Regions from separate parts of the Anas platyrhynchos genome. Here region 1 is linked to region 2. The links are chromatin contacts, called in public Hi-C maps. All regions are on one chromosome and are shown on one strand. Each heading gives the region's core, a stretch centred on a gene start, on an enhancer-like site or on the middle of the called end of the contact. The rest is flanking DNA. Distances are from core to core; before and after follow the strand shown.

Evidence for each region. A called contact is a pair of places that touch in the nucleus more often than the background predicts.
Region 1: a Hi-C map of skeletal muscle shows a contact between it and region 2, with 2.1 times the contacts expected there. The contact joins the enhancer-like site here to the promoter of TCTN1 in region 2. A contact is called at or near these places in 4 of 8 Hi-C or Micro-C datasets (F1 follicle, skeletal muscle and subcutaneous adipose tissue).

What each region holds. Positions count from the first base shown.
Region 1 is chr16:2,407,461-2,413,527 of IASCAAS_PekinDuck_T2T, reverse strand. It overlaps PPTC7 (protein phosphatase targeting COQ7), which reads right to left. Exons shown (of 6, transcript XM_038187224.2): 2 at 2,768-2,947; 3 at 1-178. Among named protein-coding and RNA genes, the nearest start is that of PPTC7, 11 kb to the right of the region's middle. Within about 2 kb of position 1,782, at least 7 of the 8 cell types and tissues checked have an H3K27ac peak or open chromatin away from gene starts, as enhancers often do. A contact at or near this core is called in F1 follicle, where this site is marked.
Region 2 is chr16:2,368,750-2,375,229 of IASCAAS_PekinDuck_T2T, reverse strand. It overlaps TCTN1 (tectonic family member 1), which reads left to right and starts at 3,508. Exons shown (of 15, transcript XM_038187285.2): 1 at 3,508-3,727; 2 at 4,983-5,103. The coding sequence starts at 3,559.

The DNA of each region.
Region 1 (6,067 bases), core at 533-3,032, 40 kb before region 2:
TCTGCTTCTGGTGGAGCTATTGACAGTTGGAACGGAGTGTTGAAGTAATGCTGCTGTTCATCAGAACGATGTACTACTTCTCCTCCTCTGACTACCAAAAATCCAGAATCTCCCAAGTTGGCTGTATGTAAACGATGACTTGTTCTGTCCAGAACTACTATACAAGCTGTACTGCTTCCTGCAAGCAAACAGAACATCGTAACTGGAGCGAGCCTTACACACAGCCCTTATTCTTTCACTGACTTCAGCCATAATCCAACTATTTAGATATTTATCAAAGCTTAGAGATCAGGATAAATGGAAATTATTATGATTAATGCAAAAAAAAATTATATACTGGCTTTGATTTTGGTAAACACGTCATGCTGACAAATACCTGTTTTGTTCCACTTCATTTACACTTCCCCATCCCAACATATGTCAGCACATTCTGCTATAAGACTGGATTTACAGAAGTCACTTATAATACTGAAATTCTGAAAGCATTAAGAGAATAGAATTCCAGTAGCATCCACACAATGCTAGGTGTTCTCCGCACATTTTTACTCCCCCGCTGTAAATAAAACACTCCAATTAAATACTTGGTTGCAAGCAGCTTCAGATAGCAATCCATTATTCTTGTCAGAACATGAGCACACTTTTCACTACAGCCTGGCTCTGCAGAGCTACCTTCTTTGTTTGAAAAAATAATAACCCTGTCAAGCGTTCAGGGCACTAACTCCACAAGTCTAAAGAAAACATGTTCTGGAGACAAATCCTGTTCCGGATTAAAGGAAGAACGGAAACGTGGCTACTTGTCAACCATACCCCGTGTTACCCCAGCCATGCCTGCAGCAACCACAGCATTCTCGATTCCTTCATGGGGAGGCAGCTGTCAACTTTGGTGGCAAACCACAGAAATTACAGCAGAGATACCCATGCACTCACAGAAAAACAGTGCTTGCTTAATTTCTGCCAACAGGAGCACTACCACCAGAAGAGCGTTAACTCCTGATGAGTGTGAAACACAGCTACAGCATTTCTTCCTGACTTCAAACTGCCTTCATCAGAATTCCCCATGCCATCTGCTAACAAACAGTTTTCTGGTTCATCTTCTATCCTTATGCTCTTGCAGCAGAAGTTTCCAAGCACATCTGTGTCTCGGACAGACCACAGACTTCTGATGAGCTAAACGTATGATCAGGCTTGCCTACAAGACGAGTCCAGCTGGCCTGAGGCATCACCTGTTCTGGATGTTTCACCTCCAATCCAGGGAGTTCCCCACAAAACCCTGCACTTAATTTGTTCTCTGGTGAATATACACGACCTTCTCCACTCTTGGTGAATGGTAAGTCAAAGCAGTATTTAAGGGAAGATTCATATTTTATATATGACACCATCCAAGATTGCTCTGCGATGATAAGAATAGCTTTTAAATACATGGCACAATTTCCTCCCACTTCAGTCTTGTTTTAAAAATAATTTGCTAGATTCAATTCTGATGAACTAAACATCAAGGCAAAACACAACAGGAAGGAAAAGTTCATGCCTAATGAATCCTCCCTAATGAAGTCCTCTCCCTCCACTTTATTTCAAATAAATTCTAACTGCTCGTTGCTGTGGTAGCTCCAGAGGTGGTTTTTTTTTTTTCTACCTCTAAAAATACTGCTCTTGGTAGTGGTATTTTCTTCCAGGAGAAGCGCTGAGGATCATTAGTTTCACATTTTAACTGTATTAGCACAGTGTAACTAGGAGGCCACGTGTGGAATGCAGATCTTGTGACTCAGCATACGCCGCGTTTCAGCCCTCGAAAGGTCAAGCCACACGGGGCTGCCTCTGTCTGCAGGGAGTGCTGAGAGCTCTCACCAGTGGCCCGCATTCGGGGTCGCTTCCAGCTGCATCTGCCTCGCACAGATGAGCACTATCAGACACGCAAAATCCTGATGGAATTAACGACCACTGCTGTTTTAGAAGTGACCTTACGTGTCACTGAGATTTGAACCTATTCTTTGGGCATATAATGCAAGAACATCTGTTCCTAAGCTCAGCAGAGGCGCTAAATATAGCTTACACAGCGCTCTTCTGGCAGAGAAGTTTAAGGTCAGGTGAGAAGCATGCATATCACACAGGGTAACACTTTCTTGGTGCGTAAGAGGTCACCCGCCCTTTAGAAACGTGTTCCGTTTTCAAGGTTGTCAGCTGAGGCCACGCTTCGCCTCCCTATCTGTTCACCATTCCCAGGCAGCTGGAAGCACTGCCTAAAATCAGGTTTGACACAGGACATGCTAAGCACCTACTTTTGTTTGCTTTCAGAAGAAAAATATGTAAAGATTCCCCTGCAAGGAATTATAAAAAAAATCCAGGGTATCAGTGATCATACGACATAAATTATTTAAGTCAAGCTGTTAGGCTTAAAGTTCGTTGGACATAAAAGGCAACGGGAGCAGTAGGGCAAGGAGCAAGTAGAACTGCATCCAGCTATCACCAGAAAACATTTTTACTTGCACAGCTTAAACAAAAAGCCACAAACAACCCTTACGAGGTTTCAATGGAGAAGAGCTATTTATACAAGGAGTGCGTGCCATAGCAGCCTCTACTGCCAAACTCATTTTTCAAACTCTGCAAGCATTGGTGAATTGCCACCCTTCACACACAAAGACTTGAATATTCTATATTTCATATACAGATATTTATATACAGATATTTTTGTATATATTTTTTGTATATAATTAAGTACATGTCAAGGTAGCACACAACACATGCAATTCACATGTTTCTGCTCTCTTACCAAGCAAAGGTACTTTGTTCTGCAGCAGCTCACAGTAACCTGCAGTGAGAATCCCGACAGGATTACTTGGTACAAACCGTCCTTCTTTCACTAAACGTTCACATGTTCGCATTAGAGTCCCTGAGAATTGAGAAGGGTCAACCCCATAGTCTCTCCAGCCACCGACACCATCTGCTACCCCTAGAAAAACAAAACAAAAACCAGAAAACAAGAGTTACATGAACAGAAATGGTTTGCAAAATGAGGTTTTTAACTTTTGTCATGACTTATGGCATTCAATATCTGAAAGGCAGAACAAGGCACCTGCTTGAAAGAAAAAAAATTGATTAAGGGAAATAAATCACTAAACATTTTTAAGATGATTTCTGATATCAGCTGCCAGACAAAGCTCTGTACACCATCAGAATTGCTAAAAAGAAGGTACAAGTCAAATGATGTGAACTTCACAAGGAGACAGCTGACTTCACTAGAGGGAAAACTGATGTGGAATTTTGGAAGGAATTCAATCATATTAACCTTTGGTTAGCCCATTAAAAGGGAAGAAAAGAGCGATGATTAGTTTTAAATGTGAAGGTCATTAAGATTTTTTAATAGGATTGAAATGATAAAGATCTTCCCCACTAGTCAACGCCCCGAAGTTTCTCCTCGAGCTACCTGCTCACAATAAGAATGACGTTTTTCTACTTAGTACTATCCATTTCTGCAAAAACTAAATCTCCATTAAATAAATAAATAAGAAACAACAGACAAACCAGCACAATGCTAGTACCTACGTCTGCAAGGACAATTTGTTGCTTAAAACTTTAGCCAAGGAAAAGAAGGAAAACTGATCATGGCCCCATAAATTTCCATCGTCACTCAAAACAGTGCAGACATGAGAAAACTCGAACAATTCTGCCAAAGGTTGGAACATTCTGAGCAACCAGAGATGCACATGGCATGGCCAAGGAGAGACAAACAGTTGGGTCAATCACTGTTCATAGTGGTTTGATGAGGAAATAGGTGGAAATAAGAGCAAGAAAAGTGCTTTTGCTGTCTCATATGCAGAGGAAAATCAGTTTGGGCATCTGTCAGACAAATATTACAACAGATAAAACTGAACCGGGTCGGGAGCAACACAGCAGATACTGCACATCAGACCCTCAGCATTCTGAGCTCTGTCCAGGCACACATCGTGTCATAAGAACAGCAGCAGTGCCCCCACTGCAGCTTCCTCAAACACAGTTTAGCAGTTTTCAGCCAACTACGAAGTTTCCAGAGAAACTTTGACCCCTGGTGCCTCAGGGAGAATGTGTGCGAGGTGGCACTAGGACCTATCAGGCTGCAATCGGAGATCTTTCCATGGCATAGGAAAAAAGAACTGGGCAAGCTAATGATAAAGGGCTGTGCAGCAGGAGCGAAGAGACATTGATCCCCAAAAAACAGAGGGAAATGGATTTCTAAAAGTGAGGGAGAAAGAAATCGCAGCTGAATTCCCAAGTGAGAAATGCTACAATACATGACACACACACAAAGTTAGGAAAATTATCACTGACCTTTAAGAAATGAAAAGAGCTTTTAAATTTATTTTGAAGCGGGTAACAAAAAATGAAGGTGAGTGGCCATCAGGAAAAAGAAATGGTTTAATTATCCAGTTCCAACACTTGTGGCAAGTGTCATGGGCTCGCTCGCACGGAGCTTTGTCTTCATTTTTATCTACTGTGACCAGTCACTGACAGTAAATGATATTCTGCTGCCCACGTGGCTTCCAAGTATTTTGAATTTCTTTGATCAGCTTTAATGCTAAAGTTAAAATGCTGCTGGAAGCGTGAAGTACTATTTATGAGAGCAAAATATTTCTAATCAGAACTCCTTCCCAAATCTTTTTGATCTTCAGCACGTAAGGGGCTGGCCACTTCCAGCCCAGGTTTCTGCAGGAAAGTAAAGCTAAAATGGTGTGTTCATGATAAAGGTGCAATGAACCAGTCTCAGAGCTCAGATTGTGCTGATTTTCAGGCATCAGAAAGAAAACCACTATTAGCAGAGGCACAAAAAATGTGACTGAAGTGGTAAAACTCAGTTTGCCTCATCTGCAAACGCCCTTCACGTTGGTCACCACCTGAAACTGAGACGGGAGGTTTAGAGCAGCCCTTGGCACCAACTCTAATCTGACCGGAGGCTACATCCAGATTCTCAACAGCCTATCAACATTAATCAGATTTCTCCCAAAAATAGTGCACAACCTTTCGGACACCTGCTTTGTCCGGTCGCTTTCTTAGAAGAACAGAGCAGGGAGGCAGGTCCCTGAGCTCCCCTCTTCGGGGCAGTCCCTGGAACGAAGCTCCTGCTAAAGCTTCCTGGCTTCCCCACGATGCCTGAGCAAACCAACCTGCCTTCCCTGGTCCCGCAGCTCCAGGTTAACGCTGGATTAAACCTTTGCTTTCTGCCGCTGCTCAAACAAGCCTGGAGTAAGAGATCAACAAGAAAAGTGTTCCCACTCTGACCTACAACTTGAAATAGCAGCCGAGCATCAGTTTGGGTGACTGCTCGCTTTACATTAAGCTACCACAGCAGCAGCTTTTTTTCCTTTGAAATGAGCACAATCCTGCTGGAACTTTGCTGGCTGATTACAGCAAGAATCACTTCAGGGACAGGCTTAATGGGGTTAACCAAAAGGGCAGTGTTTGACAGCTACTGGGCAGACAGTACTTTTGGTTCCTCAGGTTGATACAGAACAAGCTCATGAGATGTTAGGGAGTTCCCTCAAAGGCTCAGTAAGTCAACTTGGCTTCAGCCTTCTCAGGAAATACTTAAACAGAAACCAGAGCATTAGTACTCAGTGTGGGAAAGCAAGTCACCAGAGAAAGCACCTGGTCAGGTTAATTATCAAAACCTACCTCAATTTTAAAGTGAAAATAAGAGCATGCCACGTAATCTTCTTTGCTCACTTCTCACTTCAGGCAGGAAACCTGAACCATACTCATGGCAGCACACTTCACGCTGTCCTGAGCCCTGCAGCAGCTCTGCCTGCCTCCTGGAAGCTGCAAACAGCCAGCAGAGCATCCTAAAGCTGCTTTCCCAAAAGCCCTCCTCTAGGCAGTCCACCTGAAGGTCCTGACTTCGCTTCTCACCACTCCTAGGGGAGCAGTGTCTGAGTAAGAAGCAAGGAGACAGTCGTGGCCATGAGCTCCTTCCCCATCTCGCACGGGAGCAGGGCAGGCCTGCACTCAATCTCTCACCACCTCCTCAGCACCTCACCGCCGCCATCGACTGCTCGTCCTCACCCAATTTGACCAACGTGGAGTTCCTGCAGTTTGTTTT
Region 2 (6,480 bases), core at 2,259-4,758:
CAAGATGCTGAAACAACATCAGTATACAACATTTCATCCTATTCTCCTTCTCAAAACCAACATTAACTGTAGCAAAACATTAGAGTTTAAAGTTCCATTTAGGGGCCACTTTTCTCCACATTCCAGCTTATAAAGCGGCCACCATTGATTACAATATTTTATCAATGTTTTCCTGTTCACACTTCCACCGGCAGATCCTCCAATATCCTTCCAGTGACTCAAAACACATCCTAACGCACTTTTCTTAGGAATTTCACTGCTTACTCGCCCCCCCATTTTCCAGTTTACACTTTCAGAATACACGTGTTACTTACAAAAGCGTATCACAAAAACGTATCACTCACAAAGTTACAGGCACGCAATATCTTTCAGTAGCGATGTCACAAAGCTACTATTACCAGCAATATTGCTAAAATCACAATAACAATAGTCAGAGTCAAATTCCACATGCGATAAGTCAGAAAACCGAACTGTGTAACACCATAACGATATCTTTCTTATAACAATGCCACGAACCTACTATTACCACCAAAAAAATAGCCAAAATCACAGTAACAATAACCAGAGTTAAATACCATACTCCATGAGTCAGAAAACCGAAATAAACAACACAATTCCAGATGGACCTTAAAGCGAGCTCTTTCCTTAAGGTCCCCAAATATACTTATGGTGCTTACCACAAAGTATATACCAAACACTGCCTCGCAGAAGATCACCTTCTGACTTACAGACAGTTCCAGATCCAGATGGACCTCAAGGTCCCCAGATATACTTGTGGTACTAACCACAAAGTATATACCAAACACTGTCCTGCAGAAGTCACCTTCCGACTTACTGGACAGTCCCAGATGACCGGTCTACCAGAAAACCAAACCAGAATAAAGAGTATACTCACTTACAATGATGGGGTCCTTGTCTGCCTCCGCAGTGATCCGGTGAGTCGAGGAGTCCCTCCGGGAAATCCCGGGGGTACCCTAGGGAGTCCTGTCCCCAGCGGGTCCTGCGGACCGGCAGAGAGGTAGTCCCATCTGGGGTGCCAGATTGATTCAAAGATCGAAGCCGAAATTCCTTTAAGTGGTATATTCTTTATTGCAGCGCTGGATGCACGGGGGATCTCTCCACCTATCGTGCATACCCAAAGCGGAAAGCAGTCTTGAATTTATACAATCAATCTATCAATATTCTACAAGCGCCTATACATATGTATTACCTATCCCCGCCTTCCCTCGCTTCTCATGCTAATTAGCCTTTTGGCACCTTGCGCCTGCGTAGAGCCTCCCAAGAATTGTGGGCAGGGGTCTTTGGGACGTGGGCAGGGGTCTTTGGGAGGAAGACCTCGAGTCTTCCTCACAGTGTACTTTTCACCTTTGGTCAGGAATCTGCTGAATTGGCACGTTTCTTAATTGCGAGAGCTGGTTGTTGCCAATTCTTCCGTTTGTTGTATCTTTATAATGAATTCCAATGTCCAATTTTGAGATTTATAGTCCTTCCATTTGTTTCTCTGTCCGTCTGCCGCTTCCTTATCATGAGTTCCAGTGTCTTGTTTCGAGATACACAGTCCATGTCTGGGGATTGTCCTTGCCTCCCCAATGCCTCCCCAATACCTCCTTAATCACTCCTCACATGCAGTCGAGGTCCAATCTGTGCTTGGTATGAGCCCACAGATTTTGGCAAGGCTTGGGTTTCACCCAGGAATTTGGCCCGTGGTACATCATCAGCTTTGCAAAGTAAATCTGGATGCAAAAAGAACGTATGAAATTATATTTTCCCATGTGCGTTATCCATGGTCCTTCTTAATCATTTAAATCCTTAAGAAATCCATAAACTAGCAAGTGGAGGTGATTCATTAGTAATTATCTCAGCTGATGACACTGCAGATGAACATCTGATACAGAAGGCAGAATATGACCACTGATGATAAACAATAAACCACCACTTTCCCTCTAAGACCACAAACTAAATTCCAACTTTCAAAATTTGCAGGACTTACAGGAAGGAGAAACATCTTTATACTTTTTACCGGCCCACATGTCAGGTGGGAGCAAATTAGTCAAGGCAGTCGAAGGGACTGTAAATCCCTGAGTCTGACTCGTCCAAGAGATGTCTGATCTCTGCCCCATGGCAGCGAAGGAGAGAGCAGCCACATGGTCAAGCTGTTCCTTTGAAGTAAAACTTCAAAATCTATTTTACTTTCCCTCAAGCAACAGGATGTGGAAACTTCACTCCCTGAGGAGTGACAAAAGAAAAGAGCTTCACCTGCTTTTTAATAGGCAGGAAAACAACCCTCCTTTACCTAGGGGACTGTTCCCTGCCTGAAGTCTCCTGTTTCTTGAAGCTGCGAGACCATTAACTCTGCTAGCTGCAAACAGACCCTCAGCAGATTCCCACAACCTGTGCCTGTTTGCTTTGTTAAGCAGGGCCCAAGACACCGGAGTTTTCAGAACAGCTCACCAGCATCTGTCCTGAATGTAGTTACGAACACACAAACCAAGTGAGTAAACTGGCAAAGTCAACATGCTTCTCTGCAGCAGGACAATGAAAAACAAGCAAACAAAACAACAAACATACTAGTAACATGATTTAGGAGACCTTATTGAAAGGAAATGCTTGAATGCTTAGTTTAATAAAACTAATCTCAAAATCAGCAAAGGAACAAAGAGACCAAACACATCAGATCTTCCCAAGGAATGAGGCAAGCATAGTAATGTTGGAATATCCTTGTTTAAGAGAAGGAATGCAGAATGGAGACCCAGGTGAGGCTGTTACTTCATAGAAGACACACTGAGGTCTCAGGTACAATGGAGCACACTGGATTCTCACCTTCATAAACGTGAGGAAAAAGGAATAAACGTGGCCAGAAAAATAGGAAACACTAATGATGTATAACGGTCAGCCTGCTGCAAGAACAAGTGTTGTAGATGGTTTTGATCAGATAATGTGGATAACAAACTTCAGAAAGTTTTAAAAAGTTCTCCCAGCTGGAAACAAAGCCTGGATGTTAACACCTGTAAGGTAACTGGAAGGAACTTTGGTCATTTAATCACTCTGATTCAGTCCGTCCTACCATTAAATCACTATAAAAATGCCTGTGCATGTTACAAGGTTACTAACAGGACTAATTAATGAATGTGCACACTGAGCATTACGAATTGAAAGGACCCACGGCATTTTCAAAAATAAACACTTCAGAAGTTAAAAGAAAGCAGATTATTAGAAAGTAAGCTGCAAAAATATACTAACAGTAGGATTTTACAGTTCACAAAGGGCCATTCCCTACTTTTTTTTTTTTTTTTTTTTTCATACAGCCTTCCGGTGGCATTTCTGCACAAATTATATACTTAGTTTATGTTTAGCTCCTTTACTTCACACCACTGCCCTTGGCTTGGTTCTAGCGGGCTCCCCTCAGGGCCTGCCCCCGTCGCCGCCCGCCATGGCGCCCCCTCCCGCCATGCCCCGGGGCTGCCGGGGCGCTGGCTCCGCCATGCCGCGCCGCTCCCATGATGCCCCGCGCTCCCTGGCAACCGCGCCGTTGCTAGGGGCGGCCTAGCGGCGGCCGCCATGATGGCGGTGCTGAGGCCCGGGGCCTTCCTCCTCCTCCTCCTCTTCTTCCTCCTCCTGCCTCCGCCGCTCCGGGCAGAGGAGCCCAGCCCCGAGCCCCCGGCACCACCGGAGGACCGCGCTGCCGCCGGGGAGCGGCTCCGCAGCAGGCCGGCCCCGGTCACGGACGGTGGGTGCGCGGCGGGGTGGGGGCCGCTCAGCACCAGCCTGGGCCTGAGGGAAGCCCCACTCGTGGCCTGGGCCCTCGGCTCCTCTCCGGCCCCCGCTGCAGCCTCAGGGGGCTGGGAGAAGCCTGCCCGGCAGCTTCCCGATGTTTGTTCAGCATCCCTGTCAGCAGCATCCCGTTCCTGCCTCAGAACCCCCTCAGGAAGGCAGCATCGCCAACCCCCGGCACACTTTTTGGGTCATCACGGCACACACAGTCCCACAAGCTGGCACTGAGGGCTCAGTGGGTTTGCCTGCCCGCCCAGCACCCTGCTCAGAGCCTCCAGGGCAGAGCCTGACCTCGCAGAGGAGCCCCAAGCTCACCCTGTGTGTGCCTGGAGAGCTCTGTGCACACACCAAGCTGGGTGCACCAAGCAGTTTGCACTAAGACTCCAAATTCAGCCCAGGCTCTGTGAACATATAGTGCTGTGACAATATAAATCACTTTTTTTTTTTTTTGTAATTGTGCCATCAGAAAGTGTTGCGCACTGTTTTCTGATTGGCAGGTGTACTTTTATTTAACTTCTGATTTCCCGGTGGTGTTGTCATCAGCTCAATTTCCCTAGATTACTTGCCAAATTAAACATGTCCCAGTGCATGCCTCCTTAGGGAAATGAGACTTATATCCCCGATCTCAGAGATACAGCCTCACAATCTAATCCATGTTTAAACTTCTCTTGTTTACAAGGTGATACAAAGATTCCAGTGCTAAACTCAGCTGACAGAACAGTCAGAGCCTCAGAGATTCCAGGAACTGCCTGGATACTGTTCAGACGGTCAGAGAGCATCCAGGAGGCTGTAGAGAAATGGGCAATAGTCAAGCTAAAATAGAAGCTGTAATTTTGAAAATGAGTGTTCTTTTAAAGTCTGTGGAGTGCTGGTCTCAGTTTTCTATGTTCTCTGCTGTTCTTAAATCTAGATTTATTATGGATCAGCAAGTCTCGAAAAAGTTCAGTAAAAGTAAAATACAAATACAAAATTCAGAGCATCGGATTTTGGTATGCTCTTTATTATTATTATTTTTATTTTACTTTGCTCCTAGTAGATTTGCTAAGTGGCAGAAAAGGATTTTTAAAAATGACTTAAGAAAATCAGATGAATTTAGATGTAGACTTTTGACTGTTGTCCCAAATAAAGCAAGATGACAAATGGAAGTGTTAGGGAACGTGCTGTAGTGTGCAAAGTTCCAGTCCTAATTCTAATTTAAGTCTTTCCTCCAGTTGCCAAGCTGTGTACTTGTGATCTGTTGGTGGCACAGTGTGATGTAAATTGCTGTTGTGACCCTGACTGCAGCGCAGCAGATTTCAGCCTCTTTACTACATGTTCAGTTCCTATCGTCACGTAAGTGAATAAGCAGCTATCTGAAATCCAAAATCCTGTTTTATTTGCTGCATGCATTTGTACAGGCTTTGTCTTCTCCTCTTATACATTCCCAGCCCCTCTACGCCCCACCATCCTAACCCATACCTACCCTTCACCAGTCCCTGCAGCACTAAGCCCATAAACTTTTGGTTCCCAGCCAGGCAGAGCAGCAAATTGGCCTCCCAGCCCAGTTTCTCATTCCCTTCTTTCTAAATTCACACTTCTTGCTTTTTTCTTGCACTGTCCTATTGTTGGGGGGAGGGGTTGCTTAGCTGTTAAAGCCTTCTGTTAGGGAATGAATGATGCATCATCAGAGTTTTGTAGGTATAATGTCTGGAAATTGGGAAAGCTGATGCCATGCGACCAGTGTCCCAGCTTGCTGCCTCACTGCTGATCTTTAAAACCAGTAAAATGTAGTGACATTATATCAATAAAGTAATGCTCACGATGCGTTCCTTGCTATTTACAATTTATTTGAAAACACCTTAACCCAACTCCATCTTCTCAAAAAGGAACGAAGAAAGCTCACTTTAAAATCTGAACGTGAAATCTCTTGGCGACTTCTCAGAACAATAAGTGCAGCTCTTCAACCCACCTTCGGCATAAATTATGCCAATCTGAGTGCTGGGGTTTATTCTCGGTGCTTTGAAATTTGAATTAGCAGTCATCGCAGACTGCCATTTCTTATTGTTCTCGCACACAATGACTACTTCTACCCATTTATAGACATTTATATATATCAGAAAGGTCTAATCAACGCCTCTCTGAATGACAGTTTAATTGTCTTAGGTGACTGTTCTGTCTTTGTCAGCTAGAAAGGCATGAAATGAAGTTGTGGTTTTCCCCAAAAAGTCTTTTCTGTAAAATGTTCATTTTGCGTGAAAATTTCCAGTGACTGCAAGTATTGCGATCTCCGTATTTACATCTAGATTTATTTGCATAATTGTGGTAGTCACTGAAAGGATTTTGGCCGATCACAAGTCAGAGGTTATCTGGTATCTGAAACACTGAGGAAAACAGTCATTTGTTGTAGGATGTGATTCAGGGTTTGCCTCATAGAAAAACTTAACTCTGTGCTTAAAAGCTCATTTCTAAAAGTCATTTATTTCTCAGTGTCTGCCCATAACTGCTCTGACTCTGCCTAAGTACCCGTTTCCCATGAAATGCCGTGTTTTTTTTAACACATAGTACACTTCAGGGCATGAACTGGCACATTCATTGTACAGCCTGTTGCAGTTCTGGGATGTTGTTGAACCCTCTGCACATCCACAAATACTTTTCCTGGACTGAACTGGTTCCTTCACCTTCCTGGTTCTCACACTGCTGCTTCTCGTATGTGCATGTCAAGTAGGGCCT